2 separate regions of the Sus scrofa genome follow, and region 2 is linked to region 1. Evidence: chromatin contacts called from public Hi-C data. All regions are on one chromosome and are shown on one strand. Each heading gives the region's core, a stretch centred on a gene start, on an enhancer-like site or on the middle of the called end of the contact. The rest is flanking DNA. Distances are from core to core; before and after follow the strand shown. Region 1 holds the start of NTSR2 (neurotensin receptor type 2). Region 2 holds the start of E2F6 (transcription factor E2F6).

What was found. A called contact is a pair of places that touch in the nucleus more often than the background predicts.
Region 2: a Hi-C map of fetal skeletal muscle shows a contact between it and region 1, with 1.7 times the contacts expected there. The contact joins the promoter of E2F6 here to the promoter of NTSR2 in region 1. A contact is called at or near these places in 1 of 5 promoter capture datasets (fetal skeletal muscle), 5 of 47 Hi-C or Micro-C datasets (embryonic fibroblasts, epiblast stem cells, fetal skeletal muscle and 2 more) and 1 of 2 datasets of contacts at active chromatin or transcription factors (skeletal muscle).

Annotation. Positions count from the first base shown.
Region 1 is chr3:125,080,512-125,084,088 of Sscrofa11.1, reverse strand. NTSR2 (neurotensin receptor type 2) reads right to left here and starts at 1,966. Exons shown (of 4, transcript XM_021087826.1): 1 at 34-1,966. The coding sequence starts at 657.
Region 2 is chr3:125,246,506-125,249,915 of Sscrofa11.1, reverse strand. E2F6 (transcription factor E2F6) reads right to left here and starts at 1,684. Exons shown (of 8, transcript XR_002342859.1): 1 at 269-1,684.

The DNA of each region.
Region 1 (3,577 bases), core at 717-3,216:
CGAAAACACAGGCTGGGCGCGCCTCCCGCTTACCTGGATGCAGACCTGCAGCGTGGTGCGGCTCACCAGCGCGGTGCACACGCGCGAGGCGGGCTCCGGCTCCCCACTGGCCGTCTCCAGCTCGTGCTTCTGCCCCATGATAACTGCCATGGGCAGGGCCAGGCCCAGCGAGGCGGCCCAGACGAGCGACAGCAGGCGGCGGGTCCTGCGCGGCGTCAGCAGGCGGCGGGCGCGCAGGGGCCGGCACACGGCCAGGCAGCGCTCGGCGCTCAGGCAGGCGGCGCCGAGCACCGTGGCGTAGGCGCACAGCTCGCGCACGAAGTAGTAAGCGCGGCAGCCCAGGTCGCCGAAGACCCAGGGGTAGTGGAACCACACGAAGTTGTAGAGCTCCACGGGCACGCAGACCAGCAGCAGCAGCAGGGCGGAGAGCGCCAGGCTGAGCACGTGGTAGCGCAGGCGCCCGGGGGGCCCGGCCCGCGCCTTCAGCACCACGTGCACGGACAGCGCATTGCCCGCCGTGCCCAGCGCGAAGATGAGCGAGTAGAGCGCGGTGAACAGCACCTTGGCCCAGAGGCGCGTGTCCACGCCCAGCCGGGCATCCAGGCTCAGCGCGGAGCCGGGGCTCGGCCCCGGGGGCCTCCGGCTGCTGGGCTCCATCCCGCTCCCGCGGCTGCGCTCCCTCCCTCTCACTGCCCGGAGACTGGGCCCGCTGCCCGGCTAGGGAGCACCTCCTCCTCTCTGGGAACCTCCAGAATGGGAGGGCACGCCCAGCGAAGGGCGCCTCCGAGCCGGCGGCGGCGCGGGACCGCGAGTGGATGCCTGTTAGCCGAGCTCACATTCTTCAGTGGAGTTTGATGCTGGGCAGGCGACGGGCTCCTTTTGGGAACCGGACTGGATGCCTCTACTTACTAGTTGTGTGTCCTTGGGCAGTTATTTACTATCCTCTCTTAATCCATTTCTGCATTAAAACAAATCTTATCTAGGAGTTCCTGCTGTGGTTCAGTGGGTTAAGGACCCGACATTGTCTTTGTGAGGATGCAGGTTGAATCCCTGGCCTCGCTCAGAGGGTTAAGGATCCGTTGGTAGGCCACAGATGCAGCTCCGGCCGGTGTTGCCTGGCTGTCGCATCAGCCTGTAACTACAGCTGATTGGACCCAGAGCCCAGGAACTTCCATATGCTGCAGGTGCCGCCACAAAAAGAAAAACAAATCTTATCTGCACTGCAGAATCTCTGTGAAGACTGAGCGAATCTGTGTGAAACTCGACACCGGCAGCATAGACGGGCATCGCATGTGTTCCACGTGCTCTGTGCGGTGCTGCTGCTACGTGTGATCCCAGAGACGACTCATCAAAAAATTTGCCAGCCCTCGAACATTTTGCAGCTGTTATTCTTGCCAAAGGGCTCTTTCATCTTCTCACTAAATGCTGTTTCAGTGACTCACTAATGTCCTCAAGGAGCTCCTTTGTCCCTGTCAGGTTCCTCTTCATGACATCATGCTTTCCCAGTCCTTCGAGAATGTTCCTCTCACGGAGTAGTGGGAAGAAGAGAAAAGGAGTGTGTTTCACGTGTTTTAAAACTTTCCATCAGGCTCTTCCCTAAGCCCTTCTAGACCAGCAAACATTAGGGTAAAAAGCCCCTATCTCACCTTTACGTCCCTGGGTATTTAGGGGCAGAACCAGGTCTCCTGATTGTCTTGTTTTTGGCCAAGTTGTTATGACCCAGTGACACTTAATCTTCCGTCTGGATACATAATCATAGTCCCTTGGGGGTGGGGCTTATAAGACATGTTTTGAGGGGACGCACGTCGCTCTATAACGAGCATTCCATGCATATGAATTTCTGACAAACGTTCTTTAAAGAAAATAAGCAGTGTTAATAAAATTTGAACTTTGTGCTGGGTTTCACGTCGTTCAATAAGGAAAAAGCCAGTTCCTGCTTCCCTTTAGAAGAATTCTCCACGTACTTAGTCTCCCCAGGTGTCGGGAGCTGAGTTTCAAGAAGAAAATTTTCAGAAAGAGAATCTGCCTGATGACAGAGTCCAGGGGATTCCAAAGAAAGGCTGCAAAGCAGCACGTCCTCCAGCGCACAGAAAGCATGAGGCTGTAATGCCTGAGAAAACACGTTTCTAAATCTCTGTCCTTCCTGTTTTTAACAATGACTCTGTGCTCTATTTACTCTGCCTTAACTCCTCGTTCCTTGCCTTAAAGAAAAAACTCATTAACTTGTTATCTAAATCTTGGGAGTCGTTCTTGCTTTTGCTAAATGTTTGGGAAATGAACTCTTCATTATCTACACCTAAATTACGTGACTTTTTAGAAAGATTCCTTTTCCTTCTAAGAGAATCATAGATAACAACGGTATTTACTACTTGTAGTTTTAGAAGAAATTGGTACGTTTTATAGCTATAGTTTGAAGCATTTAGAGGTGTTAATTAGTTCAAGTTGTTTTTCTTTAGCTGATTCATTCATCTATAAAAAGAAAATAGGTGTAAAAGCCTGTTGTTGATTGTTAAATACAAGTTAGAAAAACAGGTTGCGGTTGCTGAATTACTAGCCAAGCACCTGCCCTAAAAACACAATGCATTTGTGGTCATCACAAAGGTCACGAGAAGTCTTAACACGTCTGACATTTGCGGCCAGTGGGATCGATTAGTCCTACCTGGTTATCTTTTAATGGGTTTAGAGCGTACCCTGCCTGGATAATGTGCTTCTTCATCTTTAACTCTTATGGCTTCTGCAACATAGAGTCCTTTCTCCTGTTTAAGTCACTGCTATCCAGCAACAGAGTTGAGACTGCGTGAACACTACTCCGGAGTATGCGTCTCCGTCATTCCTGCACCTGCCACCCTCCTCTTCGGGCAATACCTTGGCTGCTGGAGCTGGACTCCGGCACCAAGGTCCAGGCTGGAAGTAGTGGAGAGACCTGGACTGGAGTCAGAAGGGTTGGGTACCCGTCTCGACCCAGCTGTTTACTGGCCGTGTGTCTTGGACAGGCCTCCAGTCTCTCAGCCCAGTTTACTCATCTGAAAGCAAGGACAAAGATACAGTGATTGGTGTTTCTTACCTCTTTGGATTAGAAAGTAGATAGGAAAGCCGATAGGAAGCTTCAGGGCTGAAGTCACAGGCTGTCACTTCAGGAAGTTAACTCCTTAACGCCCACATGGTGGGGAAGCGCCAAGAAAAAGGGGGCATCTCTGCTTTTCAACTCGTGGTGCTCCCAGGGTGCGTTTGTTTTCAAGGGCAGGGTGTCTAAGCCGTGAAGTTGCACCGTAGCCTTTTCAGGACGGCTCTAGGCAAGCATCCTCTGTCTTGCAGCATGAAGAGAATTACCTTGGTCTCGCCTGTGGATGGGTCTCTCCAGCCAGGTCAGAGGAGGCTGTGAAATGCAGCTAATGACAGTGAGGAAGAGTCCGCATCATGATGCCCCCCTACAGACGTGTGCAGGGGGCTCGGAATTTCCGTCTTCACCCCGAGGAGAATGACTGACATGCCCTCTGGGTGTGAGTCTCAGACACGGTCCCCAAGACCTGAAACTCCTCCTGGAGAGCGCATCCCTGTGTGCGTGCCCTGAGCCTAG
Region 2 (3,410 bases), core at 435-2,934, 170 kb before region 1:
ATTTTCTCCAACGCTGCTCTGTAGCCGACTTTGCAAAAGCCAAGGAGGCTGACAACATATCTGCCAGCAGATGCAAAGAAGGCGAGAGTTGAAGTGAGAGACCGGTCGGTTCACAAGACGTGATAGGCAGTACGCGCCAGGAGACGGAGGAGCAGCCCCGGGCCAGCCCCGGGCAGCGCACCCCCGAGACGACGGCCAGTCTGGCCTCGCCGCCGGCTTGGGGACCTCCCACCCCGCCGCTGGGACCCCCGCCTTTCCCGGGACTTACCAGCAGGCCCTCCACGTTGATGGGGTCTCGGCAGCGGCGGCGCACCGTCTCCTCCGCCGGGTCCACGAGCAGGCTGGGCAGCTTGCGCGCCGGCCGCTGCTGACTCATGCTGCCCGGCCGGCCGCCCCTCGCCCTCGCACCCTGCGAGCTCTCCCGCCTTCTCCCGCTCCACTCGGGCGCCGCCCCCAAGACGCCGGGTCCCGGGAGCCTGCACCCGCCGGGTCCCTGGCCTGCTCCGAGGCGCCGCCTGCCTAGGCCGGCCCGCGGACGGACGCGCCGCTGCCCCACGACCTCGGGACTTGGGACGCGGGCGGGAAGAGAGCAGGATGACCCGCGGGGCTCAGGACGCCCGGCCCGCCATCTTCCCGCATGCGCAGTGCGCCGCCCCCAGTGCGCATGCCCGCGGCGCCCGGCGCGCTCCCACGCGCCCCTCGGCTCCCGGAGGCCGGAGCGCGGGAAAGCCCGGAGGGCGGAGCTCCCGGAGGGGACGGCGAAGGGAGCGGACGGAAGACGTGGAGCAGGAATTCCCGGCGAAGGGGACGGGGCGAGAGAAAAGAGGCCGCCAGGTCGACGCAAGGGTCTCCTCGGAGCTCTTGGCACTACGGCCACTGGTAACTGAACGTGCTGAACGCTCAGTTTATCTTGAGCTCCCTCCGCACTTCTCAGGCACTTGCTCAGTGTTGAGGCTTCGGAAATGTTGATAACCAAACCGCCGTGGACGGACTGACTAGTATGCATCTTTCTTTCCCTTTTCTTCCCTCCTTTCACTTGAGGAATAAATGATTGGTTCCCCGTGGTGCCAGATATTGTGGTGGGCGCAGGAGAGAGTCATTGGGATCTGGCACGATTTCAGATGCCGGTGGAAAAAACAAAGAAAGGAACATTTAAAGCTGGGGCCAGAAGGTGTGCTTTCAGATCCCGGAGCCCGCTGCTTAGCGGATAAGACTAACTAAACTACCTAATCGCTGTGTGCTTCTGTTTCCTCATCTGTTCAGTGGGATTAAGGTTGTGGGGAGAATTAAGTGACTTAATGAATGCAGATTACTTAGCACCAGGAACAGCACCGTGTTTGATATAAATGCTCAAGTTCAGGGTGGAGTTCAGCAACTGAACGGTGATGGTTGGACTAGGGGCTTCTAGGCAGCCTGGGTGGGCTGGGAAGGCGTCCGGAGGAAGACGGGGTCAGAGGAATTCTTTAATCTTTGTGTCTCCAGAGTCTAGCCCAGTTCGTGGCAAACAGTAAGGGCCCGTCAAGGAATGATTTGAAGTAAAAGATAAATGAATGATTTAAAGTAAAAGATAACCTAGGGAAGCCTCTAGAAGACTGGATTTTGTGGCAGAAGGGAGAATTTCCCGGAGTGGTTAAATAACACCTTTACCAACCAGAATCCCTGGGAAGGCAAGCTTTGGAGACCAGAAGTGGATTTTTTTTTTTTTTTCCTTTTTTGCTGCCCCTTGTCATATGGGATTCCTGGGCCAGGGATCCGATCCCAGCTACAGTTGTGACCTATGCCGCAGTTACAGCAACACCAGGTCCTTAACCCATTGTGCCCGGCCAGGGATCAAACCCTTCGTCCCAGTGCTCCAGAGACATCAATGATCCTATTGTGCCGCAGTGGGAACTCCCAGAAATGGCTACTTTTAATAAGTAAGACATAGTTCAGATTTTACCATTTGAAGCAACATGGATGGACTTGGAGAGCAATTGCTAAGTGAAATAAGTCAGAGAAAGACAAGTACTTCATGGTATCACTTATATGTGGAATCTAAAAAATACAACAAAGTAGTGAATAAATCAAAAACGTAGACTCAGTATGTATAGAGAACAATCTAGTGGTTACCAGTGGCGAGAAAGATGGGGGAGGGGCAATATGGGGGAGGGGATGAAGAGGTACAAACTATTATGAATGAATAAGCCGCAAGTTCCCTTGTGGTGCAGTAGGTGAAGGATCTGGTGTTATTGCAACTGTGCTGCGGGTTGGAACTGTGGTGTGGGCTCAGTCCCTGGCCTGGGAACTTCTGGATGCTGCATGTGCAGCCAGAAACAAAAAAAATAATAAGCTACAAGGATATATTGTACTACATGAGAGAATAAAACCAATATTTTATAATAACCATAAACAGGATATAATGTTCAAAATTATAAATCACTATAGTGCACACTTGTAACATATAATATGGTTCATCAACTATACTTCAGTTTAAAAGATTACAAAGATAGGGAGTTCCCACTGTGGCTACTATCCATGAGGATACAGGTTCAATCCCTGGCTTCACTCAGTGGGTTAAGTTTCTGATGTTGCAGTGGCTGTGGTGTGGGCTGGCAGCTGCAGCTCTGATTCAATCCCTAGCCTGGGAACTTCCATATGTGAAGGGGTGGCCCTAAAAAGCAAAAAAAAAAAAAATTACAAAGATAAATAAGAGGGAGTTCCCTCATGGCTCAGTGGGTTAAGGACCCAGCATTTTCACTGCTGTGGCTCTGGTTATGGCTGTGTTGTGTCTTCAATCCCTGACCCGGGAACTTTTGCATGTCACAGGCACAGCCAAAAAAAAAAAAAAAAAAAAGGTAAATAAGACATTAATCCAGCGTTTGTTGTATGTACTTCACACATTTTCTTATGTACATTTTATATCCAAAACTGAGGTATTTTCCTGACTCATTTACAGAACAAGAAAATGAAGATTAGCAAGATTACAAAAATTACCAAAGGTCCTGGCTAGGCAGTGATGGAGGCAGGATTTGACTTACTTTATAGCTGATTTATCTGGTATGCAGATCCTTGGGAAGTTTTTTTTTTTGTTTTTTTGTTTTTTTTTTGGCTTCTTAGGGCCACCTCCACAGCACATGGAGGTTCCCAGGATAGGGGTCAAATTGGAGCTGTAGCTGCTGGCCTACACCACAGCCACAGCAACACTGGATCCTTAACCCACTGAGCAAGGCTGGGAATCGAACCTGCGTCCTCATGGATGCTAGTCAGATTCATTTCCACTGAGCCATGACGGGAACTCCTTGGGAAGATTCTTGAAGGAGTCAGAGGTGGGGTCAGATGAGTGAAGGTGGGTGGGTCGGGATAAGGGTGGCGGGCACTGCAGGCTAAAGGCAGAGTGCGAGCACAGCTGTGGAGAGTCAGGGTCATGACAC